5 separate regions of the Mus musculus genome follow, and regions 1, 2, 4 and 5 are each linked to region 3. The links are chromatin contacts, called in public promoter capture Hi-C maps. All regions are on one chromosome and are shown on one strand. Each heading gives the region's core, a stretch centred on a gene start, on an enhancer-like site or on the middle of the called end of the contact. The rest is flanking DNA. Distances are from core to core; before and after follow the strand shown.

What was found. Promoter capture Hi-C pulls out the DNA fragments that hold promoters and counts their contacts.
Region 1: a promoter capture Hi-C map of pre-B cells shows a contact between it and region 3, with 4 times the contacts expected there. The contact joins the promoter of Dnase1l3 here to the promoter of Fhit in region 3. A contact is called at or near these places in 1 of 39 promoter capture datasets (pre-B cells), 1 of 115 datasets of contacts at active chromatin or transcription factors (thymic regulatory T cells) and 1 of 9 other capture datasets (pancreatic islet).
Region 2: a promoter capture Hi-C map of hippocampal neurons shows a contact between it and region 3, with 3 times the contacts expected there. The contact joins the promoter of 2610318M16Rik here to the promoter of Fhit in region 3. A contact is called at or near these places in 2 of 39 promoter capture datasets (embryonic stem cells and hippocampal neurons), 1 of 115 datasets of contacts at active chromatin or transcription factors (embryonic stem cells) and 1 of 9 other capture datasets (embryonic stem cells).
Region 4: a contact with region 3 is called in a promoter capture Hi-C map of pre-B cells, with 3 times the contacts expected there. The contact joins the promoter of Pxk here to the promoter of Fhit in region 3. A contact is called at or near these places in 3 of 39 promoter capture datasets (the C10 cell line and pre-B cells), 1 of 484 Hi-C or Micro-C datasets (CD4 T cells) and 1 of 115 datasets of contacts at active chromatin or transcription factors (large pre-B cells).
Region 5: a contact with region 3 is called in a promoter capture Hi-C map of pre-B cells, with 3 times the contacts expected there. The contact joins the promoter of Pdhb here to the promoter of Fhit in region 3.

What each region holds. Positions count from the first base shown.
Region 1 is chr14:7,989,951-7,995,734 of GRCm38.p6, forward strand. It overlaps Dnase1l3 (deoxyribonuclease 1-like 3), which reads right to left and starts at 4,232. Exons shown (of 8, transcript NM_007870.3): 1 at 3,880-4,232. The coding sequence starts at 4,035.
Region 2 is chr14:8,364,967-8,371,087 of GRCm38.p6, forward strand. 2610318M16Rik (RIKEN cDNA 2610318M16 gene) reads left to right here and starts at 2,474. Exons shown (of 4, transcript NR_151471.1): 1 at 2,474-2,608; 2 at 2,752-2,853; 3 at 3,275-3,318; 4 at 5,748-6,121. It overlaps Oit1 (oncoprotein induced transcript 1), which reads right to left. Exons shown (of 10, transcript NM_146050.2): 2 at 2,068-2,123. The coding sequence starts at 2,080.
Region 3 is chr14:10,451,844-10,457,639 of GRCm38.p6, forward strand. Fhit (fragile histidine triad gene) reads right to left here and starts at 1,615. Exons shown (of 7, transcript NM_001308286.1): 1 at 1,526-1,615.
Region 4 is chr14:8,094,075-8,099,895 of GRCm38.p6, forward strand. It overlaps Pxk (PX domain containing serine/threonine kinase), which reads left to right and starts at 4,137. Exons shown (of 18, transcript NM_145458.4): 1 at 4,137-4,342. The coding sequence starts at 4,241.
Region 5 is chr14:8,171,107-8,176,990 of GRCm38.p6, forward strand. It overlaps Pdhb (pyruvate dehydrogenase (lipoamide) beta), which reads right to left and starts at 1,886. Exons shown (of 10, transcript NM_024221.3): 1 at 1,785-1,886; 2 at 1,658-1,711; 3 at 317-424; 4 at 161-223; 5 at 34-69. The coding sequence starts at 1,826.

The DNA.
Region 1 (5,784 bases), core at 2,982-5,481, 2.5 Mb before region 3:
GAGGTCAACCTCAGGAGCCTTCCATCATGTTTTCTGAGACAAGGTCTCTCCTTAGACCATTAGGCCAGGTGAACACACAATGAGCTCCAGCAATCCTGTGGTCTCTGCCTCCTCAGCACTGGGGTTGGGAGCATGCACCATCACACCTGGCCTGCTCACTTGGGCCCTGGGGAACCAAGGTCAGCTTCCTGTGCTGGGTCAGCAAACACCTTACTGACTAAACATCTGCCTGGCCTTATCTTTCTTTATCACCGAGGAAGCCAATGTGTTGAGTGGTAAAGGAACTTCGCAGGTTTTCATAACTAGTTGGGAAGAGCCAGGCACAATGCTGACTACACAAGCTAGGACGTCCCTCCTGCTCTTCTACACTAGACAGACCACATGGGGGCAAAGTTGTCCATATTTGGTCATGACTGTGCTCTTTGCTGGCATGGTTAGAGCGTGAGGAAGGTTGCCTTCCTCATCTTGTTTTTGCCCTATCTAACCATCTGTAGTTGAATGGATTCTGAGCCCAGCTTAGTGAGTGTCCTGTGCTCTTCAGTCTGCATCAGTCACGTCATCTCCGAAGGGAGAGCCTGTGCCAAGGCACTGGGCTTGCGTGGGGGAGGTTTGTCACCCTTCCCAAGCCTTATGGTACGTGATAATGATGGTTTTCTGAAGGGCTATATACTGAGTTCTTAACAGGTAGAAGCCTGCAATAATCCTCAGCCTTGCAATCATCCTGTTTTTAAGCCCATTCTACAGATGGGATAGCTGGAGCTCAAGGAATAAGCCACCCAATGCAGTGAAGCTCGTAAGTGGTAGGGAGGTGGATTGAATTCTGCTTCTTCCCCCTGATGTTATGCTGGTCCCTGCTTAAAGATATCAGATAGAGCTTCTCTTCACCCAAGACCTCTCTAGACCTCTCCAGACTGTCCCCTCCGCCTCCCTCGGTGCATACATGACACCCTTATCTGGATTCCATCCATACTAGCCATGCAAGTCCTCCACAAACTCTTGCCCTTAGAGGTTTTGGCAGCAGAGTAGTTGGCATAACTGCCTTCCAGGTTGTGGTAACCTTCTGTGAAGGCAGGAATTTGGCATTGGCCAAATCTTAAAGGGTCCAGAGCTTGGTTCTGAAAGGGCTGCCTGGGTGTCTTTTCCCGAGTAGTAGGACCCGGAAACATGGCTTTTTCCTGGGACCATGCTCTTTTAAGAATTCGGACAACAGGATCTTGCAGATTCTTGTCTGAGGAAAACTTCCCAGAGATAAAGCAAGGAAGCCAGAAACCAGTATCAGCTGGAGATGCAGGGTTCAGAAATGCTTGGTAAGCAAGCAACAGGACGTCAACAGGAAATCTGACTGTGCTCTTGGGAAGGGAACCTGAGCCCATGGCTTACACTTACTCTATGCTGGTGAGTCAGTCATTCAAGAGAGGGTCCTGGCCTCTGGCATGCTGATCTCCTTGGCTTTTGAGTGTGGTGGCCAGAAAGGGGATCTGAAGTTTAGACCCCCACTACTCACATTCTCTTGCTGTTCAGGTCACCAATGCTCACTGAACCATAGAGGAAGCAGCTGTACAGAGGGCTATGTGCAGAGGACTACAGAGCAGATGGGACTCAGCTCAGTTGGTAGAATTCTTGCCTGCTGCACACCAGTCTCCAACATAAACCAGGTGATAGCACATGCCTTTAATCGCAGCTCTCAGGAGGTAAAGCCAGGAGGATCAGAAGTTCCGGTCACCTTTGGTTACATAGAGAGTTTGACCAGCATAGGCTTCATAAGAAATACTGATAATATTCTTCTAACTCTCACTTCTTGTTTTACTTCTGTTTTTACTTTTTGTTTTGTTTTGGATTGTTTTCAGGGGAGGGTTTTTTTGGTTTTTGTTTTTGTTTTTTTATTCAAGACAGGCTCTACATAGCCCTGGCTGTTGTGGAACTTGCTCTGTAGACCAGACTGACCTGAACTTACAGAAATCTACCTGCCTCTGCCTTCCAAGTTTGGGGAGGCTGGAAGTGAAGGCGTGTGCCACCACTGCCCTGCCTAAACCCTAACTTGTAGCGTCACACAACGCCCTTCTCATGGCACACTTACACCACTAACCTGAATGCTCTGCTACAAAGAACGTTGCTTGCATTCTCTGGGCGGCAAATGTGTCTTTCTCCTTGATCCTCACAAGCACTAAGGATCCTGATTGAGCACCAGGTGTTTGGAGTCAACTGCCACTGTTCTGTTAGACGGCTCTGAGAGTTTGGGGAGATTGGCTTTGTGAGGATAGGATGAAGTTTTGGCAAAAGCTTTAAGCAGACCTCGTGGGACTCACTCAGCTCTGGGAAGAAGCTGTGTGGAGAACCAGAACCACCCGAGAACAGAACACAGCCCCCAAGAGTGTAGCAAAACTTTCAGGGTTGAATAAGTCAGGAATGTAGATAGGCACGTGGTCCCTGGGCCACGTGTGAAGATGCTGGGAAATAGTTTCCTTGCGTGTTAGATTTCTCCATTAAGCTGTGGTGTCAAAGTTCCCACTGGCTTAGCACAGCTGCCCTGCTAAAAACACATCCAGAGGTGCTTAGCTGTCACCTAAAGGGCATTGTCACCTGGGGCCCAGGACTATCTTGGCAGGAGCCCAGCAGGTCTTCTGCCGGACAGTAGCACAGCAGTGTCCTCCGCTGGGCTCAGCTTGCCTCAGGTGGGCTTCACCGACTAGCACTACCGGCCACACCCACTTTACGTGAAGTATCAGGAAGAGCGGGGACCTTGAGCTCCCTCAGCTGAGAGATGGGGTCTGAACCCAGGGCTGCTGGCACTTTCACCACACACTGGGACCTTTGGTGCTGCTGCTGTTACTGGTAGAGGTGGTGGTGGTGGTGTGTGTGTCATGTTGTGCTAAGATAGGGTCTTGTGTAGACCAGGCTGACCTTTAATCTACTCTACAGCCAACAATGACCTTGAACTTTGGACCCTCTTACCTGTACCTCCCCAGTACTGAGATTGCAGGTGTTGGACGCCATGCCTGGTTTGTGCAGGGCTGAGGATAGAACTCTGGACTTCATAAAAAGCAAGCATCCTACCAAAGGAAGCAAACCCCAATCCCACTCTGTTTTGTTTGTTTTTAAGTACTAGCCACCCCACAGAGTCCCAGGATCAAAACCCATGGGACAGAGAGTCAGTTGGCTCCAGAAAACTATAAGCAGCTTTCCCAGACAGGTCATATTGCCCAAGGACAGAAATATTCGTAAAGGGAGACAGAGCAGAACTGAGAGTTGGGGAATCAATGGGGGAGAGGGATGAAGGGATTAAAGGATGAAAGGAGAGAGACAGCAAGGGAAGAATGAAGAAGGGAGAAAGAGAGAGAACGCAGGAGGGAGGGGAGGAGGGAGGGAGAGAGCGCCAGGAGGGGGCTCCCCTGCTTCACCAAGATTATGAAGAGGAGGCAGGCAGGGCTGCCCCAGCTCCCTCACCACCAGCCCCTGGAGCTCCCCAGCACCTCATAGCCCTTCTGAGTTCATTCTCTTCAACAGCCCTTGCTTGAAAAGTTGACAAATGAGACTATGTATTTACAGTGACTGACACAGACATTCAGTATGTTCAATTAAAACCGTCAGAACAGCAGCCGGTACCTGGAACTGACTGCCAGCCAGACTCTGGCAAGAGCATCACATTTACCTGCTCAAGCAAACTTGCAACACCCCCGAGGGAAGCACAGATCCACCCAGTCTGAAGATGGAACAGAGAATACCCAGAGCTGAGTGATGATGGTAATGGAGTGACCATCATCATTAGCCACCTTCTAAGCCTGTCCTTACCTCCCCCTCACCTCCAGGGCAACTTCAGACCCCTGGAGTCCACAGCTGGGAGAAGGTGCGAGTGGTGTCCAGGACAGGAACATGACTCACCTTCACAATGATATCCATGGCTTCATGGTTTTCCTTCTTGCTCGCTCCAAAGGACCTCACATTGAAGGAGCAGAGCCTTAGGGCCAGGGTGTCATGGAGGGCAAGGATGAAGAGCAGCAGGGAGGCCAGGCGTGGGGAAGCTGGGTGCAGGGACATCTTTGCACTCCTGGGACTTCAGGCTGGATGAAGACAGTGCCTGGCTCACTGACTTATAAAGCAGGCTGATAACAGGAATTACTGGATCCCTCTAGGTCACTTTCACTTCTCTGAGGAACTCACCATCACGCGTTTCAATCCCCAAGGAAATGAAGGTAATGGGTTAGCCATTAGAGAGGCCTCTGGTTTTCTTGTCCTCATGAGGAAAACGTCATGCTGCATTTACAAACCAGCCTCCTTAAAAGCCACTCATAATCTCAGTGGGCAGGGGTGGGGTGGGGTTAGCTCTGATCTCTAGGCATGTCTCCTGTGGTAGCCATGGGCCTCTCCCTGAGAGTTGATGAGCTTGGCAATGTTCACACAGAAGGAACTGGACTGGTGGAGCCACCTGCTGGGGGACAAAGACCTGGTGAACAGTCACCACTGGACACATCTATGCAGTGTCTCCTTAGCAGTCCCCGTGGGTGCATAAGGTCAGGTTTAGTTTGAATTCAGTGAAGCAAGGATACCTTGGCATCTGAGGAAGGTGAGGTGGAGATCCCAGGAGCAGAAGCGTCACAGGCTGAGGCCCTCAGAGGCAGCAGAGATAAAGAGCCAGCAGGAAAGTCCCAGGGTGGGCAGGGCTGGGTCGTGTGACCCAAACAGGTGTTTCCAGTGTCTGACGCAGCTGTGCGAAGCAATGTGTGAGCAGCCAGACAGCAATCCTGCGACATGCACACACTACTGTGTCATCACATCTCATCAGCAGCTTCAGGCTTGCGGTGAGAAGCACAAGCTAACGTTGTGTAATTCTAGCAAAACTCATGTGTGTAAACCAAAGCACCAGGGATGGGGTGGTGGAGCCGCACCCACGTTCCAGATCCTACAAAGCTGATTGGCTAATACCACCGCTCTGACTGAAAACTCAAATTCTCCTGCAGCCATCTTCAGCGCCCTTTAAAGGCCACCCATTGCCAACACCTGTGCTTGACCTCACATCCTGTGACAGTCAGGTAAACCCCTGTTGGAATACATGGGCAGAGCCCTAGCTCCCTCTAACCAGGAATCCAAGAATGTCATCAGGTGGCAACTAAGGCCAATAACATGGGTTTTTCTGCTTTGTTGAAGCCACCTACCTGGTATTCCCACCAATGTTTTCTTTTGTTTTGTTCCTATAAAAACATCCTGAAACTAGGGGCTGTAGAGATGGCTCAGAGCTTAAGAGCACCGAATGATCTTTCAGAGGGTGCCAATTCAACTCCCAGCACCCACATGGCCATTCATCATGGTCTGGAACTCTAGTTCAAGGGGTCCTCTTCTGGCCTCCACAGACACCAGGCATGCACAGGGTGCCAGACACCCATGCAGACAAAACACCCATACGCATAAACAAGCAAACAGAACCCCAAGATGTTATCGTGTAGAAACTCAGTATCTGGGAAGCCTAAATTTATGCTTCTAGGCCACCATCATTCATATCTGGTTCTCTTAGTCCCTATTCTCTCACAGTGGGAGCTGTATTCTTGTGGACCCCTTTGTACCAGCTGATGAAACAGGCTCTCAGTTTCAGCCCCACAGGACAGAGTATACGCAGGCTGTACTTGCACTGAAGAGAACCACCATAGGAAGAGAAGGCTCACGTGTCATGCTTTCAAAATTCTTTGAAATTTCCTTTTTCTCCTTCTCTTTTTCTGAAACAGGACCCCTAGCTCAGACTGACCTCAAACTCCGTATGTAGCCAAAAATAACGTTGAACTTCGGATTCTCCTG
Region 2 (6,121 bases), core at 1,224-3,723, 2.1 Mb before region 3:
TGAGTTCTTACCAAATTCTAACATGATGGCAGCGGGGGTGGGGGACTCTCGGTCATGTGTACAGATCATGTCCACGACATGAGACTGTGCTGAGACCACACAAGAGTCCATGCTGGGATCAGTCAGTGAGATTGGTGATCAGATATTGTGAATCCTTCCAAACTGCCATTGTAAATGAGTTGAAAGTGTTCCTCCTTGGGGTCTAGTTAGCTGCCCAGAGAGAATCCTCAGGGATATAACCTCTGTACTGTGTGCAGGAATTCACCCTCTCTCAGCTAAAGTCAGTCAATCCTAAAGAATAGATATGATGACATCTATTGCTGTGGCCTCTGGCCTCCACGGTTCCAGCTGCAACCTCTCCCCATTTAGCCTCTCTCACATCATTCTATTTTTATTTAAATATCATCATCATACTACTTGGATGTTATCTAACTCTACTTCCTAGAACAGGATGTTTTTGAAGGCAAGGGTTTTATTTTGTATACAGAGCATGTATTAATATGTATTTGACGAATGAAAGAAAAACAGATGTATGCATGTATGTATGTAAAGATGGATAGATAATGAGTACAAGAGTGGATGAGTGGGCAGATGGATGGATGGGTGGGTAGATGGATGGATGGGTGGGTGGATGGGTTCAGCATTTTCAGAACAGGATACAGCTCTCCAGCCTCCCCTGGCTTACAGGCATTAGTGACTCCAGCCCCTACACTGGGGAGCAATCCCATACATGGAGGGATACCAAGAGCTTTGCCTTGCAAGGACCAGAAAGCATAACCATATGGTCTCATTTGCTTTAGGGGATACTCCTTGTCCTCTGGCGCAAAGTGGAATTCCCCTCGGGCCCCAGTCCACACTTGGCAGCACCCATTCTGTGGCAAGTACTATACTGACAGCTTTAAAACAGATGATCTCAACTCATCTACTAAATCTTTGTGCTTGGTAATATATTACTTCACCGATGATGAAACCGAGGCTCGAAGAGATAGCTGCACTCCCATGATTACTTGGAAGGAGTAAGGTTGGAGTCCAGGAAAGTAAGTAAGCTGACTCCCAATCAGCTGCCACGCCTTCTCAGAGTTGCTAGGGAACATAAATGGGGTGTGTGTGTGTGTGTGTGTGTGTGTGTGTGTGTTGCACTCACTCTGCATTTCAATGCCTGTACAAAGGGGTCCAGGACGAGTGTGTGCCCTAAAGACCTTTGTCTCACCACTGAGGACCCTGCAAAGCCATCCTTGAGGTTGGTATGCGGCCTCTGACTTCTGGCCAGGTGTTTCTAAGCTGGGATTCTAGGCAGAGGGGGCCACTGGAGACAGCAGTGGTACAGCTCGCCCAGCCGGTAGATGTATCCAAACTGCGGGACACAGGCAGCCCAGGATAGCTAAAACTGTGACCCAACACATGAAATCACAAAAATCATAAACTTAAAAACATTCAAAGGTTTTTGGTTTTTTTAAATGAATGGAAAGGTGGCTTAGTGGGTAAAGAACTGGCTTCACAGGTATGAAGGCCTAAGATCAGGTCCCCAGCATACGCGTCAGAGTCAGTCCAGGGATCTCTGACCTCAGCACTACCAGAAGATGTATGTGAGCAGAGACAAGCATGTCCTGGGGGTCTCAGAGCTGGGGAATTCCAAGTTCAATAAAACACCCTGTCTCAAAAAACAGAGATTGAGAAGCAAACAGCTGACATTACCTCTGACATCTATGCACACCTGTGCACACACATGTGCCACACATGCGCACACACACACACAGCTTTATTTATGTATTTATTTATAGTAACTTATTAGTGGTTATAATGTGTGGACTTTGTAGATGACACAGTTATGTCACAGTATCCAAAGGTTGGACACACCAATAGGGATAAGGTCTTGTCCTCTGTTCTCCCAGGTTTCCCTGCGTGATGTCCTCCTGGAGTTCTTGCTGGGGCCTTAGACAAGAGATACTGAACCATCTCTGAGGCTGGGATAGGTAGACACTGATGATAGCAAAGTGAGCCCAAACAAATTTTAGAGCCGACTCCCCAACCCCCCCCCCCCCCCCCAAAGCTGCAGATCCCTGGTACCTGCCACTCTCATCCTGTTGAAGTGAAGAATGGGTTGCGGTCAGGTCAGCGTTAACCTGTGCAGAAAAACAAAACAAAACAAAACAAAAAAACAAAACAATTGCAAACTGACCTCTAGGGTCTGAAGATGAGAGTGGGTGCTGGAACTATTCCTTTCACCTGCCCTGTGAGCAGAGGAGCCACTTTTGTCCCTTCTACCTCAACATCTCCAGGGATCCTGTATTTCACCTAATGACTCAGAGATTAGCAAGTAGATTTTCATAGTTGATTTACCTTCATTCCCTTTGTTATCATGGCAGCATTCTAGGCTCCACCCAACAGTTACCTAGCAACAGCCAGGTCGACCTGCTTGCTTTTCTTTGCTCTCTCTGACCCCTTTCTCACTCTCTCTCCTTCCCTCCCCCCTCTCTCCTTGCATTCATCTTCCCCCTCCTGCCCCCCTCCCCCATTCTTTTCCTGCCTACACTCTGACTCTAGTCCCTTCTCAACCTTGCTTCCCAAGCCCCAGATAAACTCTATTCTATACTAGCAGGCCTGGCAGGTACCTCAGAGGGGAGGGATGCCTCAGCACGGGCGCGCTACAAAACATACTGTTTTTATGAAACCTATCACCCTTCTCCGCTCTCTCTCTTCCTGCCTCCCTCCCTTTCTCCATCTCTTCCCCACTCCTGCCTGACTGTCCAGGGCTGTCAGCCACTCAAAGCACCAGTAAAAGGAAGTGACTTTTGTTGCTGTGTGGAGATAGTAGTAGGCAGGACAGGTGTTCCGCAGGCAAGCTTCTGCCAGGTGCCTTATGAATATCTCTTTTCATGGATCTGTAAGGACAACTCACTATGGTTAAGCCCAAGGCCATTCAGCAGGGAGAAGGAAGGGGACAGATTTGGACACACATCTGCTGCTACAGGGTCCCTGGGTCCCCTCAGGGTTTGACTTCTTGTACTTTTTGTTTCAGAGGAGAGCTGAAACCAGGATTTTCTCCCTTCTTGTGTCCCAGGCAGGGTCTGGGTCATTCTTTTAAGCCCTCAGTGTTGTCCTGAGGAGCTGAGCAGTTGCCAGAAATGTGCCAGCTTTGAGTCTCCTGGAGGCCAGCTGGTGCTTAGGAGAGGAGGGGGGGGGGGCTGGGTGGATGGAGCCTGGGGCAAGTGACCTTTCATTCCCTTCCTCCCCTCCCCCCTAATTTTTTTCTCCCAAGAATCTATCTTAACAGACATCCTTTCAACAGTCTCCAGTGTCCAACTGCCAAGGACTCGGGTAAGGCTGGAGACAGAACTACACACCCACAAGCCTGACTGCATCAGGTCAAGCCTTGCGGCTCTCTCTGTGTCTGTCTATACAGGAGGACTGAGGCTGGATCTACCCTCACTTTTAAACAATGGTAACATTGCTGATCCCTCCAGTGGGAAGACCTACTGTCATCACCTCCGGCAGGGCTCCAGAGTCAGGGATCTGAGCTGTTACCTTGTTGTGTGCCTGCTCCTTCCACCTATAACTCCCCTCAAGAAAGCTTTTACAAAAAAAAAAAAAAAAAAAAAAAGAAAAAGAAAAAAAAAAAAAAAGAAAAGAAAGCAAGCTTTTACAGACCCTTTAACTCCCCTGAGAGTCAAATGCCATTTTTTTCAGATATAAAATATATTGTCATGGCATGGGGGTCCTTGGAACGTGCCTTGTGGCTCAGAGGCTCCCCCAGATGAGAACTAAAGGACATCCTGGCCCCGCCCTCCTCCCGCCACTACTGTGTAGTATGGGGGCAGCCAGGGTAGACGGTCAGAGCTGGGATAGGACAGACATGGGCAGTAACAGAGTGTGCAAAAAAAGCAGACCTGAGCCAGGGCTGAGGAAGGAAAAATTAAGAATGAAACAGAAGCAGAGGTGGAGGGTAACGGGCAGGGGTTTGAGGGAGGAGGAGATGAAGAGTGAGGAGTCTTGGTGGATACTCAGACACCTGAAAATCAGGCAACATTATTTAGGGGAGGAGAGAGGGCCAGGGCACACAGAAGACTCTGGCTGGGTAGCCAAGCTTGGAAGGATCTGGTTTCAGGGTTGGGGTGGAGAGCAGCACACAGTACTGTCTTGGCCATGGGTTCTCCAGCCTGAAATCCTACCTGCTTGAGTTCTTGGCTACCACCTGACACCCAAAGAGCTCCCTGACCTCCAGAGTCCCCAATGAGCTCATCTTGGTGGCCAAGTGGGTGCTATGGGGTCTGAGCTTAGGGCTGGCATGCTTCTGGGGTGGGGGTAGGAAAAAAAGCACCAGGAGTAGGTGACATGTGTGGGGAAGGAGAGTTCTCTCTGCAGCCATCAATATGTGAGAAAAGCTTCCTTGTCACAACTGGTCATTAGGGTTGCAAAGTTTCAGGGGAGAGGTCTCCTCGTTCTAGATGCAGCCAGGCCTAGTGGCCTAGGGCACTGATATAACTGCAGAGCAGTGCTCATCCAATTGTAGCATTTTCTACAATACACAACAGGTAGAGAGGGTGTGGGGGAGGGAATAAAGGGAGGGTTGTGAGGAGGCCCCCAGCTGCTGTGAGCTGTGCTCTCCTGCCCTGACCAGAGAGCCACTCAAGCCCTCCCTGTCCTTGGCCTGTCCCTCCCCCACTCTCTAATGATTTCTGTCTCCAGATCAGCTTACAAGCTCTGACATTTTCTTCTCCCCAGCTAGCTTTGTGACTGTAGGTCCAGGACCACATAAGCATTGAGGAATGCTCAACAAATATTCAGGGATGGGATGAATTGAATCCGGCGCAGTCTCACTTCAGCGAGGCCAAGTCATTTCTAAGGCCACACAACAAACTGTGGACTTTATTCCTGGAGCATTTGCTGAACATCAAAGCCAGGCTGAGCACCAGGCACACCAGGCACAGGGGAATGACTGTGACAAGTTACACTTTGGAACACTCCTGGAACTTGCATTAACTAAGTCCTTGGTCTGCACACTAAGAGTCTATCTCTGGAGCAATCTTAGTTTGTAAGACTCCTAGTAAAAAACCCACTTTCTCTGGGAAGACTTCTCTGGCCCTGGAAGTCAAGGTTAAACATGTCCATGTGGTCCTGAATAGAGGCACATTCATCATGTTACCTTAACCTGACACATGGGGCTGACAACCAGCCTTCTTGGTGTTTGTGGTTGCTTTTGAAGTTAGCATATGACCCAGGCAAGACCAATCAATCAGATGCTTTACTGATACGGAGAGACACTGGCTAAGATCTCTCCCTGGATCTGCTTCTGTTAAGTCTGGGGTCAATTCCATGTATCCTTTCCCAACAGGGAGGGACATGACCTGCCAGAGGGGGCTGGGCAGTATGTGAAGGGCTGATCATGGAAGAATCAAACAGTGATGAATGCGCTCTACTGAGAAAGATGCCACGTCTGGGGGTCAGGCAGACTGGCTTGCTGCTTGTAAGGTTGTGTAGGGGGTCTTAATTCTCTTTTTGAAAAAGAGGTGATACTATCTACCTGTTGTGGAAGGGGTCAGGCCGCAGGTCACCCTTTATAGAAGGGCTGTGGGCTTGAGACCACCCTGCCATCTTGCATACAGGGCTCAGTGTCCCTACTCTAAGTTTGGGCTCCTTCTTGGTATCATTCCCATAGGGATGTTTAGTCTTTCTGTGGGATCACAGTATCACCACAGCATCTCTGCCTGCTGCCTGTGACATCTCCTTGCCTTTTCTTTCTTCCACAGTGTTAGGCATTAAATGTAGGACATTGAACATGCCGGACATGCTTTGATACAGAGCTCCATCTCCCACCACTCCAGTCTTCATCGAGGCATTTCATAAAGGCCCTACAGGATCCAGAATGTCTGTTTGTTTCCTGGAGCTCTGTGACTTTCAGCTCAACCATGACCTGCCCAGAGGCAAGGTAGCCAGTGAAAGGAGCCACTCTCCCTAGGCTGGGGACAGACTGTCAAAGAGGGAGGGTCAGAGCATCTCATCAGCATCTCTAGTGACGTGAAAACTTCATTGGCTAAGTTCCAACTCTTGGACCTTCCCTGTCTTCACGAAGTCCCCTCCATCAACACCCTTGATCTGCTTTGTGGATGGTCTTGAGCTTTGG
Region 3 (5,796 bases), core at 365-2,864:
GTGAGATAAGGGACGATGCTTAGCATCTGTCTTATCCAGGTCAAAAGTCCCTGTCATAACCTATTGCAGAAAGAGACTAATGCTGGCTGTTTCCTAGGTCTGTAAGGAAATGGGTTCTTGGATAGGCAAGCACAGCCAGGTAGTAGCAATGTTCTTTAAATACCACCATGAAATTGCTTCTAAGGGGGCAGCATGGTTGATGGATGCTCAACTAGCATTTCATTTCATTCTTATGACATCGAGACAAGGTAGCTTCTATTCTCCTATTTGTGACTATATGATGTCCCCAAAGTGAAATGAATTTATCAAGTTCCAAATTTCCTGAGTGCGAGGCTCTCAGACTCACAGCAGAATCTACTCAAGGACAAGGTGGAAATTCTTCAGCACCCTTGCCCACTTTAGCTCACATGAGGCTGCACTCCGGGATGGTAACTCATTTGCACAGAGCTCTTGAATGACAGAGAAGGGAGGATAAAGACAGTTAAACTTATGGGGCCTTGAGAAAAGAACCTTACCTAGGATGAGTCAGAAGCCTTTCCCAGCAGAGAAGCAAGAATTCCAGCATAATTATCTACTGCCTAAAGAAGGCTCTTCCACTCCCCAGCTGTAAACGTGCAATTTTCTAGGAACCTCGCCAGAACCTGCTAAACAGGAGAAGGGCTGTACTAAAGCCCTCGTGTGCTACTGCACTGTTGCCTTCTCTAGCATAAGCACAGATAACAAACACACTTCCAGAGCCGCCCTCCAATCACACTCATCAAGATAGAGAGAAAAGAGAAAAGTGTTCCTTAATTATTACAAAATACTTAAGTGTGTGTGAGTGTGTGCATGTGAGTGCATCCCTGCAGCCCTGGAGGCCAGAAGAGGACATTGGATTGTCCGGAGCTAGAGCTACAGGTGGTCATCATTCCACTGATGAAAGAGAAGGCAAGTAAACTCAGATCTAAAAGCAGTACTAAATGCTCCTTAGCACTAAGTCATCTCTCCAGCCTTCAAGAAAAGGTTTCGAAGTGATCTCCTCAGACATAATTTTGGGCCACAAAAGTGGTATATGAAAATATCTTTAATGCAATCATCAACTCCTTCCCATCCTGGCTAGTCCTAAAACTCTTTTTCCATGTAGAAGCAACAAATTCTGATTGGGTCTGAAGTGAGGTCCCTAAGAGACAGAGTAAATTCTTAAGGCTGTTAAAGGTGACAGTGCAGGGCTGTACCTCCACTGGCTCAACACTGATAACAAAAAACGTGGCCACATTTCACTGGGAAACCACCAGGGGAAGTCCCAAGAACATCTGTGGCCATGCCACCCCGGGGTTTGGCTTCCTCTGCAGTAGTATGTATGCATCGTTGCGGTTTGAATTTCTGCTGAGGAGCACGTGTGCTTTTCTGTCTCTAGAGCCCGAACAAAGCCCCAGCACGAGCAGAGAAAGGAGAATTATAACTGCAAAAAAGGTCTGCCTCCAACACTGCTGTCCATCCCAGCAGCCTCCAGAGTGGACTTTTGTACTTTAGGAATTAGGGGTACCTGTGTTTTCCAAGCAGAGGACTGATCCACAGGAAGAGGAGGAAGCAGATACGACTGGTAGGCAGCCCTCTGCTGTGAGTCTCAGGAAGTGAGATCAAAGATCAGCTGCAGTTAAAGGCTGGAGTGAAGGGTGGGGGGGCGGGGCGAAACCGCTCTCGCGGAGGATTCTGACCTTTCTCTACAGATAAAGGCAGAGGCTCACATTTCCTGGTAATCCACTGTGTGCATATTTACGTTCCTGAGCTTTTCATTATGTTGTTCAATGTCCTAAGTAAACAATGATGCTATGCAGGAAGGAGCAAGCTGAGTGAGGAGGTTAAGGATCACACACACACACACACACACACACACACACACAGAGCCTCTTCCTGCTCTTCAGCTGTCTGCTGAGGCACTTTGCCTCTGGTGTGCAAACCAACAAGAGAAATGACTTCAGCAACTTAAGCTTTTGATTGAGCTCAGAAATCTTTAGCTCTGCCTTTCCCTCCCCTACATCTCTACCACAGACCCAAATCATCATGGCCAAATTGACTAAAACAAGAAATGTATTAAAGCAAGCCTTTTGATTCATGTGTACAGGCTGCCTCCCCCTAAGCAGGGGTTCAATAGGTCAGAATTGGAAGTGAGGAAGACACACATGGCTTTTATAGATCACAGGTAGAGGGTTTCCAAAATGGGGAATTTGGCAGGCAAAACAGGCTAGGTTCCATGAGCAGAACATACACAGGACAAGGTAGTGTCTCCTAAAACAAAGCTGTGGGGGCAACTCGGGCATTACAAAGTGGTCATGCCAAGGTAGCTATAACAACCCTTTTGAACAAAGGTAGTTTATAATAAACAACTTCTGAAACAAAGATATGGTTGCCATTCCTGAAACACAGAGAACAGAACCATTTGTAGTTAAGGGTACAGGTCAGGCACGGCCCCAATTCTTGAGACATAAGTTTAAATCATAAACATGAATAAACCTAGTTTTCTTTAATATAAGATGGCTTTTAAGACAAATATGGAAACAGGCTGGTTCTTCACTACTCTAGCTTTGCCCTCACTGATTTGCAGCAGGGCCCAGAAAAACTACTGGGGCTAAAAGGTTTGTATGGTCGGTTTGGGAGAACTAAAGCTTTAGAAACCACTTCCAATCTCCAGTTCCCAGGTAACACAAGACAGGTAAACATCGGCTTTGGAATTCACAGTCTCACATGGAAAAGTGACGGTATCTTTGTTCTAAGTTCTTTCTCTAGCTTTGGGTAGAGAGACCCGACCTTCCAGGCTATCCTAAAGGAGACTAGAGGGATCATTACCCCATCAGTGAGACACTGTGCCTGTCCTTCCTAGAAATTGTTCCCACTGAGGGGACACTGCTGCCCGTGTGGAGGGAGAGCACATGGCATCGCTGGGCTGCTTTCTGACTCAGACAAGTGTAACTTACTGTCTTTTATTTTTGTACTGATACTGGACAAAGGTTAAGAATGGCTTCCCTTGCTCTCTGGGTTTTCCACTCTCCCTCTGAAGCCACCTCTCCTTTTGCCATTTAGCTGCCTGTGCATTTCCATTACAATGATGTGCTTCCATCTCCCTGGTCCTTATGGCTGCTGGGGTGTATCTCTTGCAAATCTTACCTAGCCTGCATTGTTCTCTAAATTCTAATAAAGTTGTTCTCAAGCTTCCCTTTGAGTTCATCTCTAACTTCTCTTATTAATGGGGCTTTGACTGAAAAGAACTTCAGCCTCCGTAATAACAAGCTTAAGCTTGTATCATCTAAATGTCACACATGGCAACTGGGCTTGTTCCGCTGCAGGTTGTCAGCCATAGTTGAAGAAGATGAGCTAGAGCATGGATAAGCTCTATGATCTCCTCCTAGTACCCCCAGCAACACAGACTTGGGAAGATGGCAATGTAAGAACTGAGAAGAGCCCAGGCTTGGACAGCAGTTTAGTGGACCACACCATGATCCTCTTTGAATCCAGGGGCTTCAGTAAGTATGTGGGGCTGCAGACTTAAACCGCAACATCCCAATCATGGGCTTAAAGCAAAGCTTTACTGTTGATCCATACGAAGAGTGACTTTGCTCAGTTCTTTTCATTCCTTCCACCTCAGACCCCCTCCTCTCAGGTAATACCTTGTGTCTCTCTGCATTCTTCCTTCCTTTTCACCCTGTGTTCCCGTATTCATGTGTTTTGTGTCAACAGTGAGTATAAAATTCCTGAGGATAGGGAGACTTACCTGTCTCCTTGCCATCATGATAGCTCCAAGAGGATCATTTGAATTAAGAACAAAGAAATGAGAGGACAAATGGGGGGACTCATTCTGCCAAGCAATTTACATCTTAGTATATTAGAAATGGCAGTGAGCGATAGGTGTTAGAGTAAGAAAGCTCTATAGGAATTGCTGGAGCCAGTAGGCAGCAGGCTAGTTTGGCAGTGACTATGGGTCATGTGTATACACTGACATAGACCAGCAAGGAGAATGTTCTAGGCATAGTCAGGTCTAGGTGTAGCACATGCTGACATCGGGAATCTGAGGTGTGGGCTGAGGTCCAGCTGCCAAGATCTTTTAATAACAAACAGCAGACTCGCTTTTTTGTCTTTTAACCTATAAACATCAGAAAGAGGTGCCCAAGCAATGGCCACTTGTTATGATGTCTAGGAAGGCTACAGGGGCTGGAACCAGTAGCAAGACGACTCTATGGGGGAATGTAGAATAAGCCTTACCCAAGATAGAGTACTTATTAATTTAGTCAAGAAAGATTTCCATTTGAAAGAATAAAAAAAGTAGGAAGATGACAACACAAAGGAAAAGTAGTATCATTAGAGAGCAACTGGCTTCAGGGAAATAACATACATCAGAAGGGAACGTGTACATGGTTATTCTTAGATGCAAAGACATACCGAACTGATAATTTGGAAATAGGTTGTTTATCTATCACAAAACAGGGTCTGTATTACCCCTCTGTGCTCAACTATGGACTACTTATGGATTCTGCAAGACGAAAAGTTACTGTCTGTAGTTATATATCCACTGAGTAGCCTACCATCCTTTTGATAGTTGCAAACCCATAGTCACATGACAGATCATTGTTAAACTCAGAGGATTTCAAAAACAAAGGGGAACAAAAAGGACATGAGGGTGGGACAGGGGGCTGTATAGAGGTCAGTGTCATAGACCAGAAAGGAAGATTAGAGAAGGTGGGAAGTTACAGTAATCAGAGCACAGTTTATACATGAATGGAACGGTTAAGGAACAAATTCAATAAAAGTTACAAAAGAAAATAATAGGTAAAACTAAAATTTAAACTTATATAAGAAGTAGAAGGTAAGGTACAGAAATTTTCTGAAGGCAAAGAAAGATGGGGGGTGGGGAGGGAGATGGGAAATGTGAGAGAACTATGAAGAAGCAATGAGGAAGTGTCTCCAGGAGGGCACAGTGATTACTAAACTCCAAGGGTCCAGTGCCTGGGAGGGCTCCAGGGAAAAACATAAGCAAACAGGGAAGAAATGAAAGATAGCAATTCTTTAGGATTCAATAACATGTAATGATGAAACAATTCCTTTGCCCCAAGTCCTTGGAGCATAAAGAAATCTGGGACAAGCTGTTCTTTTCCCTCATCGAAAAAGAGACTTTCAAAAAGTCTGTGGCCAAACAGGTGGTGACGGTAATCAATTTATTTCCATTGTGGGCGAAATATAAATGAAAGGTCTCTATTTCAGAAAAGGCCATGAAAATGCGAAGACGTTATTATTTGCAAGCTGAGAGGCGAGGTGAGAGCCTCTGCCTGGCACATTTCAGAAAGGTTCAATCAGCTGGGGCAAGGGGGGAGACTTAAAATAGAAAAGTAATGGGAAAAGGCTTTCTATGAACAGAGATGATGGCTGGTGAAAACCTATCCCTCTGGAGCCTATTCTATTAATACACATTTACCAGGCAGCTTGGAGAGTTTGAAAAAAAAAAGCCTATATAGTTCTTATTTCCCATAGCTTCTGGGACTAATTACATATTTTTATCCATATACGGATGGATAGACACACACACACACACACACACACACACACACACAGTGTTTTTATATAGTGACAGAGATAGCTGCATACCCAAATTGTAGTTCCTTATCTTAAAATAGAGGTCTATACTGTCTTTCAAAAGTAAAGAAGAAAAGGAAATAGTAAGAGGAAAAATATTGGCCCAAAGATCGACTATTTTACTGATTTATTCTCTCACTCAACAATTACAAATTGGTTGTTACCTTATTAGAAACACAGAGTTTGGCACAAGGT
Region 4 (5,821 bases), core at 2,887-5,386, 2.4 Mb before region 3:
CAGCAGCAAATCCTAGATTAATGGGTAGTGCCCCCCTATGGCCACCATTTATCTTGTGGACCTGACTTGTGTGTTCATCCAAGAAAAAAGAAATCTCTAAGTGCACACCAGCACCTCTGAGATAACCGTGGGTTTTCATTTTGTGCCAAACTATCAGTCATTTTTCTTTCATGTTCCTAGAGTATAATTCACAGGCCAATTTACTCCCTGAGAAAATTGCTGTTAAATCGCTTCTATTGAGGATTTATATTAAAACAGTCTACCAGGGGTTGACTGTCACTGCGCAGCTTGCTGCTGTGACTGCCTTGTGTGCTGGCTTAGCTGATTACCTAGTTCCAGGCACTGTGCCCTCACTCCTGGGTTACACTCCCGGCTGGCTGCGTGTGTGACCATCTCGGGGCTGGCTGCATGAGCATCTGCCACATGGCTCCAGGTACTTCACTCTTTACTCCCTTCGTGCATCTGGTTTGCCAAGAGCAAAAGTCTCAGCATCTTCAGAAAAATTTGGAGTTGGTGCTGGATAACCAGCTGGCAGAAGACCCAAATAATGTGTCCATCAGTTAAACAAGATGAATAGATTCCACAAACAATTTTTTTTTGTTTTGTTTTGTTTTTTAGTTTTTCAAGACAGGGTTTTTCTGTGTAGCTCTGGCTGTCCTGGAACTCACTCTGTAGACCAGGCTGGCCTCGATCTCAGAAATCCGCCTGCCTCTGCCTCCCAAGTGCTGGGATTAAAGGCGTGCGCCATCACACCTGGCTGCCACAGACATTATTTTTAAAGTGGCTCTTAGCTGTAAACCATCGTGACCTTATGCCCCTGGACATATTTTTCCCAGTGTTGACATAGAAAATGTTAGCATATGAATGACTATTATGAGTAAAATCTGTTGCTCAGTGTCCATCCCATGATTATTTGAAGAAATAAAGTCATTTGGAGTTGTAAGACCACCCTGCCTAGGAAATTCTGAGTTTTCACAAGCTTCTGTGATCTGATTCTGTACAGCCGTTGTCAGGGCTAGAAATTTCCTCACTAAAATCCATTATGTTCAATCAATCTGGCCAAGCCTCAGATTGTTAGATAAACAGCCCATGAGCTGTCTAAACATTTGGCAACATAGCAGAATATAAAAATCTTTTTTTTTTTCTTCTGCTGGCCTCCAAGTAGTTGTATGTATGCAAAGAGGCAAAGCCTCCCATTTTCTCATTCCTCATCAGTTTATGTGGCCCAGAACTGGAGACACAAGCCTGTTTGATTTAGAACAGCTCTGGTCTGAGAAGAGTTTCCCGAATTCAGCCTGTGTGACTTCAAATGCTAGACAGCCAGGCACAGAACATCTGTAGTCAGCCACTCCAGAAGCTCAGGCAGGAGGCTCGCTAGGTCTCTTAAGAGTTCAAGGCCAGAACTCCAATTAAAAAAAAAAAAAAAAAGGAAGGAAGAAAAGCCAAATGAATATTGAGGTTGTGTGAGGCTTGAAGCCCATCTGTCAGGAGGTTGGGCAAGGAACTCACTGAGTTAAGTAGGAAGAGATGAGCCCAGCAAAAGTGTTTGTCCTGAAGGGCTTCTGGAAAGAGCCAGAGGAAGGAAACCCTGACCCTGTCCCTGGCTTCCATCAGATGTTGCTCACTTTCAGTTTCCCTTTCCTGGTAAAGAAGACAGGCAAGTCACAAAGTCAAATCTCGTGCCGCGTGCAACTCCAGTCTTCGTTCCCACTCCTTTTCAGTCCCTTCCCTTCTCTTCCAGAGAGGAAAGCATTGCAATTCCCTTCTCTAGGAAAGGCTGTGCCGACGCCCTTGAAATAGCCTGCAGTTTGTTCTTAGCCAATGGCTCAGGCATCAGTGCAATTCAGGGCCCTCGATAGATAATCCTGCCTGAAGCTGTCCCAGTCTCCATGCCTCAGGTGAGGAAGCTGAAGCAAAGCGAAGCCAGGCTTCTGATTCCCCCTGGAGCTGCTGCAGACCTGAGGAGTAGCTCAGAACGAGCACCAGAGCCCTGACCCGCCTCAGCTTTGTGAAGGCAGCATATTGCCTAGTTCTTGGGTCAAACTTGATTTTTTTTCCTTTCTCATAGCAGTCCTCTTCCAAACCACTCCTTTCCACCTTCACCCACTCCATACGCATCTCCTGTTCCCCTTCCACAGTACTTTATCCATGTACTATTCACTAAGTACACTGTTGCTGTCTCCAAACACACCAGAAGAGGGCATCGGATCCCATTACTGATGGTTGTGAACTACCATGTGGTTGCTGAAAATTGAACTCAGGACCTCTGGAAGAGCAGTCAGTGCTCTTAACTGCTGAGCCATTTCTCCAGCCCATGATTGTATAATCTTATACTGGGGATTAAGTGCTTGTCTTTACATGGTATACGTCTGTGTGAAGCTCTCATTGCTTTCTTAAGTATAGCCCTCTTAGAGATAGAATCGCAGTCTCAAGGTGAGATGTGGTCAAGCCTTTCATATGCATTATTAAATCCCAGCACAACCACTCAGCTTATTACATGGTAGGTTCTCAGTAAATCAGTAAATACTCACTGAGTGACTTAATGCCTTCCATAAGGGTTAGGCCACTTTATATTCCCACCAACGAAATATGAACATGGCCTTGCCTTGATGGATCCCCACCATGACCAGAGTAATAATGCAGACTTTGTGTTTCTGTTCCTCTGACAATTAAATACTCCCTGTCCTTAAACAAAGCAATGGAGGAAAGGAGTGGAACCGTCCTAAAGTGACACATGGTTTGGCTTTAGTGGATTACTGCTCTAAAGCACATAGGAATAAAAATGAGATGCAAGAAGAGGTCTCATTGATTTAGGGCTAAATTAAGAAGATCCCCAGGTCTCCTCTGAGCATTGGCCCCTGAAGGCACTCTGGTGTCACTTGGCTCCTTGGGGTTGCCCAGCAATCTCTAAGCCTGAACTCTGAAGAGAATAACCGTCAAGAGCAATCTAGACCTTTGCTATGATGTCATCGCAGTGGTGATGGATGCACAAAGAAGCTTGGTTTCTATGAATAAAATAATAGAAATTCAGTGGAAACAAGCAGAAATAAATCTCTGTTCTGTGAATTGTCAGGATGGAATGCATATTGTTTGAGATTTTAAATATGTGCAAAGTTCCTTCCTGTCCAATTGCATTCCTATTACACATTCTACATGGCATTTACTTAGTTTTGCCAATGGAAGAGTGAGGTCTCAGGGTGTGTGTGGTGTGTGTGTGTGTGTGAGAAAGAGAGAGAGAGACTTATTCAAGATCACACAGACCCTCAACAGGGTCCTAGTCATCTGATCTAAGTTTAATTTCATTATTATCCTGGAAGGCTGTGGTCTTGGGTTAAGGTGAGCAGGGTAGATTTGGTACTGACAAGTTGATCATCAAGTTTGATAGTTCTGAGTTTGAGGTTCTTGGAGCCTGTTCTAGGACCGACCAAATATTCTCACCGTCTAAGAGATCTGAGTGTTCTTTGGTTTCAAAGACTTTAAAGCTCAACTGTGAGCTAGGACCAAGCATACAAGCAGGGAAATCTTTGCATCAGTTATTTTATTTTATTTTTCCACCTCTGTCTTAAAGCTTATTGTTTAAAGATTAGGAACTAAACCCCGTGGGATCCAGTTATGAGAGTGTGGCACCTAGGTTCTCCTGAAGATCCAGGTTTAAAACATGAATCCAGATTTGGTTTACAAAGTTTGGTCTATAAACTCAGACTGAGAAGCCACCCTGAAGTTGTTTTTTGTTATATCCTGAGTCCTAAGGTCCTTGGGCAGGAAAGTGTGATTAGGAGCAGTAGGGTCTCAAATCTACCAGCCTGAGTTTCTGAACGGTTCATCTGAAAAGCTCAGTTCTGTTAGAGTCCAGAGAAGCAGTGCGAGATGTGGTGGTAATGGTTTAGTTTTGTGCTCCTCGCCCGAGGCCAGGAGCTCACAGTACTGAGTATACGCTGCGGGGGCGAGGAGGCGCCAAGAGAGCAAGGGACATAATGCCTCTGACTGCAACCATGGGACGACGATAGCAGTCACCTACCCTGCCGTGAAGAACGGCGCTAGGACCCAGCGAGGTCGGGCAGACTGGTGTTGACAGCCGGCAGGCAGAGACGACCGGCGCTAGGACCCGCGGGCGGCGGCGGCGCGCGGGGCGCGGGGCGGTGCGCGTTGACAGCAGCGGCGGCGGGACGCGGCGGGTGGCGGGGCTCGGCGCCTCCGGTTCCTGCCCCGGCTTCAGAGGCAGCGGCGGCGGCGGCCCGGGATGGCCTTCATGGAGAAGCCGCCGGCTGGCAAGGTGCTGCTGGACGACACGGTGCCGCTGACAGCGGCCGTCGAGGCGAGCCAGAGTCTGCAGTCGCACACGGTGCGCGGCTGGGGCGGGAGGCCGGGGCCGAGGGCGGGGGCCGGGCGAAGGCCGGACGGCGGCGCGGCGCGGCAGGGCGCGGGCACCGGAGCCGGGCAGGTGTGTGAGCCCGCTGCCTCCCTCCTGCCGGGCCGCGGCCGGGGCGGCGTGCCCGCGCATCCCAGACCCCCTGGAGTGGCTTAGGGGAGCCCTCGGTGCTCGTAGTACGCACAGGCGAGTTCATTTCTGCCACATGCAGTCTTTTATGGGGCTTTAAAGCCACGCTTGCTTTCATTTGCCGGTACTTCCCCCCCTTTTTCCTTTTGGAAAGGTGCTCTATGTCTTGTAATTTACAAGCAGTAAACCCTAGGAACCAGTAAAAACCGGGGAGCTTGTAGCCTCTAGGACTTGATCGAGGAAATGATGAATGGGGTGGGGGTGGGATTGGGATTCCTGAGATTGTAATGTTTTGTCAGGCCAGCAAATCAGATTCCAGCCCAGAGTCTTGTTTATCAAGCAGTGTTTGGGGGTTCATCATCTGGAGGCTAAAGCCCCACAAAAGCCTTCTGTGTCTCTGTCTCTTTGTCTCGCCGTCTCTTTTTCCATCTCGCTGTCTCTGTCTCTTGTTTCTGACGTTCCCTGTGTGTTTATCTCTGTTTCTGTGTGTGTATGTTCAAATTCTTCGCTAGTCAAAGAGATCTTTCATTCTGATGTATTAAAGCAGGACTTTTTAGAGCCCTGTTACCTCTCCGACAGCCTTGCTTTGTAGGTCAGGATTGTTGAAAGCATTTATTCTCACTTAGAGAAATGACTGTCTTTTTTTAAAAAATGCACTTTTTCTCCCAATGGTAGGTAACATCCTAAGTCCTATTGTAGAAACTTATGAAAGGCACCAAAAATCTATGAGTTTGTTGCGCTTGTAATTTGTTGCAAAGTGAGTATTTAAGGCCATGTTTATGGAAGGTAATAATAATTCTTTCAAATTATGTTTTTTGACTGGATTACTGGCAAGTAAGTCTTATAACCTCATAGGGTGTTTTAGGTCTATTTAATACTAAAGAGATGGATGCTCAGAGACCACTTCCTCTAGAAAGCCTTCCTTCCTGCGTAGCTATTACCCTAGGCAGTATGGACACCAGGATGGTTCTGTAATTTCCTCTCTTCCAAGCTTTGACAGGAGGGTCTCTGTCTGATAGCATCTCATATGTGTCGATTGAACAGATCAGTGAATGGATTGCAACCTCACTGTGCCCCGTTTCCTGTTTGTGTAGAGATGGTTGTGAAAGTCGGAACAACCTGGCTTCTGCTAACAGGTCAGTGTGGAGGTGAGAGATGTAATGGGTTCCATAGTCACTCCAGAACTCGTCATTAAAACAAGTGTAAGGAATTTTAGGGCAAAAAATTGGCAGTTTTTATAATGATGAGTGAACAGAAAAGACAGTGACTCACAGGAGACCCAGAGAGGCAGACGTGGAATGAATACAGAGTGTCGTCTTGCGT
Region 5 (5,884 bases), core at 636-3,135, 2.3 Mb before region 3:
CCTCCTTGGATTAGCTCCATAAATATTACATACCATAGCTGCACCAACAGCAATTCCAGCAAAGCCCATCTGTAAAGCAAACACCAGCCTAAGAAAAAGTCCATAGAAATTAAAATTGAATACTTGACCAGCCCCCCCAAAGCTTGTCCAGAGAGTGCACCTCTGAGATGGGGGTGTCGATGATCCTCTTGTCACCGTATTTCTTCCACAGGCCTCTGCTAACCTACAATTAAGATTTAACCACATCACTTCCAAGTGGTTGTCAGGGCAAATGGCTACTTTTAAATTTTACATAAAGTTTATCTATTTCAGTTACCTTGTATGCACCGTCATACTGGGCAACTTCTTCCCCAAGCAGAAAAACTTTTTCATCTCTTTCTAGTTCTTCATCCATACCTTGATTAATAGCTTCACGAACTGTCAACTGTCACAAGTATATAAACAGAAAACATGCTACAGGATTATTCAGGAGACTATGGAAACCCCCTTCCTTATACTTACCTACACTGCCCACAACATAACACATAAATTTAACACTCATGCAGGCAGCCCACATTCCAAGAATCTGAGGAGGCAAGGTGGCCAAGCCTGCTGAGTTTCATCTCCAGTTTCCTACATGGCGGAAGGAGGAAACGGATCCCCTGCACATTGACCACAATGTGCATGCTCACACACATAGAACGTAACAAGTACCACTTATGCCAACTAATCTTCACTAGGCGTCAGTGACAAGCTTACAGAACACTTCTGCTCTACTGCTTCATATGCACGGGCAAGAAAACTGAGCGATTGCTAAACCAGCTCCCAGGCAGTTTCCTACGGAGGAAGCATGCCAGGCTGTTTTACCAATACACTTGAAGTACTAAGACTTAGAGAACTAGCAAGGAAGGTCTAACTATGGATACTAACTACGACTAAGTATTAAGCGTTCACTAGTGCACAACACTTGACATCCACAATGCAGGTGCTGCTATGCTACTACAGTAATGTAGACTGATAAAATCCTTCTAGATATATATATGCCAAAAAAAGCATGTATCTGCAAGCCAATGTTCTCAGCACCGTAACAAATTCAAAAGATAGAAACAAACCACCCTTAAATGAATGTATAAATAAAACGTACAAAGGATATGATTCAACGTTCCAAAGGAACAAATTCTGATGAATGTATTCTACAATGTGGATGAACCTTTTTAAATAAGCCAGACACAAAAGAACAAAAGATTCAACTTATATGACGCTCTAAAACAAGAACTCAAAAAGAGCCAGAAAAGTACAATACAACAGCGGCCGAAAGAGTGTGAATTATTATCGTGTAAAGTTCTGGAAGTTGACAGTGTAGACCGTGAATTCATTCGATGCCACATTTGAACACATAAGATTTCAAAGCTACATTTTACCACAACTCCAGGGTGGGGATTAAAAGTCAGGAAAGCAGGTGGTTGTCTGTTCGACTGCCACCGGCCTCGAAGGGATGGTTACCAATATGAATGGCACCGGGCGAGGACAGAGGCAGCGCGAATCATCCGCAGGACGCGGCCGCTGTCAGGGTCCAAGATGCCACCTGGCCCTGGGGCAGACACGACCCCGATCTCTCAGGCCTGCTCCCGGGCCCCAGGGCTCCCTCCCGGCCTTGCCCGACGTCGGGACCGGTTACCTGCACCGCTGCGGGCGCCGAGCGGTGAAAACGCCTCTTCAGCAGCCCGGAAGCCTGGAAGGGAGAGAAAAAAGGGTTCAGAAAGGGCACAGGGCCTACAGTGGACGCGCTAGGGGCCGCTACCTACCTGCCGCAAGGGTCCCCGCACCAGACCAGCCACCACCGCCATCTTGCCCGTGTCCTCTACTAGCTGCCGAATGACAACACAGAAGCGCCGCAGAGCCCGTCTGACGCAGCCAATAGTAGGGCGTGACACCTTTACGTCCCACCTCTGTTCGGCAAAGCCAATAGAATGGTAACTGAGAGTCCCGTCTTCCTGAGGAAGCCAATAGCAAGGCGCTATTTCATAGGCCCCGCCCCCAGGCTTTGGCAGAGCGCGCCCTCTGGGCCCCGCCTCTGCATGCGTAGCCAACGGCTAGTTTCGACGCCTGCGAGCCCCGCCCACCTAGCGAGTCGCGGTCCAGCAGAGGTGACGTGAGGCTGCTGTTCCTCTCTGACCCGGTGCACTGGAGATAACTTTGCAGACCGCTTGCAGAGGCTGTCATGCACCTAACACGCCCTACACTCAGACTTGACTGCTGACTGCTCACGTGCTGGGACTGAGTCAGTGCAGCCTGATCCGACCGAGGCTGCTAGGACCGTAAAGCCACCCCTTTGCGGGCACTGAAGGACTTTGAGCAACGTGTGAATCTTGCACACACAACAGTGGAGGGTGAACCTACCATTATATGAAGGGCGCTGTAAATTGAATGTGAACAATAGCTTTCATGTAGGCACTAAGCGTCCACTGTGTGCCAAGTACTGTGATGTGTGCTTGATAAGTGCTTTTAGGTGGTTTCTGTTTGTATTATCTCCATCCAGGCGAGAAGAGGTGAGGAGGTTGTTCTGATCTTGCTGAATTTAGATGGCATACCGGGACTGGAGAAGCCTGAAACATAGCTTTAGCAGGACAAGAGACAGTTGAGAATAGATACTTAGATGTGGCCTTTATATTCTGCATTCAGTCTCATCGACTGTAAAAGGACACTGAGGTATGGGATCACCTCCTTCCAAACCTCCCTCATTGCTGCCATCAGGTGGTCACCATGTGAGATATATCAAATATGAGTCTTTCTTTTTTTTTTTTTTTTTTTTTAAGATTTATTTATTATTATATGTAAGTACACTGTAGCTGTCTTCAGATATACCAGAAGAGGGCATCAGATCTCGTTACGGATGGTTATGAGCCACCATGTGGTTGCTGGGATTTGAACTCTGGACCTTTGGAAGAGCAGTCGGGTGCTCTTACCCACTGAGCCATCTCACCAGCCCCAATATGAGTCTTTCTATCAAAAATTATATAAACTTGTGTTTGGGACAAGGACTTCAAATCCCCTCTCCTGCCTTGAAAAACTTTAATGTAAGTGGTTTTGGTTTTTGTTTTTCCTCACAAGGAAGTGTTTTTATGTGTAGTCCTGGGTGTCTTGGAACTCTCTCTGTAGACTAGGCTGGCCTTGAATTTACAGAGATCCACCTGCTACTGCCTTCTGAGTGCTGGGATTAAAGGTTTATGCTACCACCAACCAGTCCATAGTTTTTCTTCTTACCACTATTTTTCTATGGCTTAAATGTTCCAAATTCTATTTACTAGCAACTTAAATATTGCATTCACTACATTGGCTTTAGTGTTCTCATCTATTCAAACTATGAAGTTTGCTTACATCAGAGTCCCCTAACTTCAGAGTATATGTGAACAAAGACACTCTTTCATGTAACCAAAGGACATTCTGGAAATTGATGTAGACCAGGCTGGCTTTGAACTCAGAGATCTGTCTGCCTCTGCCTCCTACTAGTGCTGGGATTAAAGGAATGGACCACCACACCTAGCTTTGAGCAAAAGTTTGAATCTTTTGATTGTAAATGGAAGAAAATATCTAATAAAAAAGTTGAAAAAAAAGTTTGAATCTTCCTTAAGCATAATTTATGCAAAGGCCCACTGCTTTGTTCTTGGAATTCAACACCTGGGGCAATGGGCCTTCCTTTCACTCCTTTCCTCTTCCTCTTGCATTTCCTGATTGCTGAGTCATCTAAGGATAGCCATTGCATCAGACTGTGATTTCAGACTCGTGCCAACTCGGAAAAGAAACAATCACCGCCTGAGTTAGAATGAAGATGAAACGCACTCCCAGTCTCCCTGTGTATTCCCTCTTTCTGAGAACTCCCTCTTGATCAGGAGTAAAGTTCACCTTGTCCAGACACTTCAAATGAAGTGCTGGTCTCTTTCGTTGTGTCCCCAAACTTATTTCTGACAACTTCAAGCTTCCAGTTACCTCCAGCAATGGAGGAAACAGCCAGTGCTTGGAATCCTTCTAGTTCCAGCTGGGTCTAGTCCTTTTTGATAGGGAACAGAAAGGGACATTTTGTGTTCTATATCATAAAGACACACTTGATTGCTCTAATATAAAAGAGAATCCGCCTGTCCATATTAATAGCTTAGTACATATACACTGTATTAAGTCTCAAGCCCAGGACAAGTCTCATTTAATACCTATGACTCCTCTGAACACTTCTCACCCCACCTCCTATCCTAAACCTCTCCCTACCATTTGCTGGGCTTCCTGTCCCCAGCCTGATCCCTATATAATACAGCCATTTGGGCTACATGAGTCTCTTATTCCCAGGTCCTTTCTTGTTCTTCCTCCCCTCTCTCCTCTCACAGCCCAGTTTACTCTGCTGGCCATGTTCAGCCTGGACTCTTCCTTCTGCCTGCTTTCTCCCTATGTCTACAATAGACATCTTCTCCACACTTGAGGCATAGCCATGTTCTCCTTTTATCTCATTTTTCATTCACACACTTAGTGATTTTCTTGGTCTGCGTTAACCCCTCTCCCAAAGCAGACGTCCCTGAAGGATTACAAGGTGGAAACCAGAGGAAACGAACTTGAGCTTCATTGTTTTGTGTGTCTGAGTCCAAATATCCCCAGAGTGAAGAACATCAGCAACGAGGGAGAAGCAGACATCACAAGACTCAGAAATATGGCTGACCCCTGAGCAGGGCAGGCAAGCCTGAGCTCCAGAGTCTCTCTCTCTCTCTCTCTCTCTCTCTCTCTCTCTCTCTCTCTCTCTCTCTCTCTCTCACACACACACACACACACTATCCTGCAGACATCACAAGACTCAGAAATATGGCTGACCCCTGAGCAGGGCAGGCAAGCCTGAGCTCCAGAGTCTCTCTCTCTCTCTCTCTCTCACACACACACACACACACACACACACACACACACACACACACACACACACACACACACTATCCTGCTAGAATCTGCTGGTAGAGGTGAAATATAATCCAGATTTCTAGATTCTTTAACTTAAGTTTCTCTTATTCCCAGCTCTGAATAAGGCACAGTTTTAAGATCAATTCCTGTTTCTGCCTATTCTGTAAGTGACAGAGAACACGAACAGAATTCCAGTTACACTTTTGGTTCATTTCAGGGACACCCAGTGCTTACCAGCATCCCCCATGAAGCCCCTTGATTTCAGATGTTAGTCCCCATGGACTCTTTTTTTTCCTTTGTAGTAGTGAGTTTTTGTCAATTTGAGACAAACTAAAGTCACCTAGAGGAAGAGGGAATCGCAGTTGAGGATGAGAATTTGCCCATCAGACTGGCCTGTGGGCGTGCCTGTGGGCGTGCCTGTGGGCGTGTCTGTGGTGTGATTTTTCTGGACTGGTGTGGGAGGGCCCAGCCCATTGTAGACTGTGCCATCCCTGGACTAGAATAGGAAAGCAATTGGAGCAAACCATGAAGGCAAGCCCGTAAGCAGTGTTCTAGTGTAGCTCCTGCCTCTGCTCCAACTTTCCTCAGTGATGCACTGGGACATGGAAGTATAAGTCAAATGAACCTTTTCCTCGTCCAAGTTGGTTTTGGTCATCATTTTTATCACAGGAACAGAAAACAAATTAGGACAGTTCTGTTCATAGTAAAATATGATTTAATTGTCTTCCGCCCAGCATTTGGGATCTGAATTACAAAGCCAAAGGAGACATCAAGATGAATAAAACCTAGAGCCTAGATGTGTTCTTGGGCCTTATATTTACAAAAAAAATTGTCAGTGACTCCCCCAAGTCAGTTGAGTTAGTTGGGGAAGGCATTGGGTTTCATGGGCCTCAGAGAGTTTTCTTTTAAATAACAATCTGGTCATTTAGATACAAATTAATTGGTAGAGTTGCTTTCCTTTCAAACCGGCCGA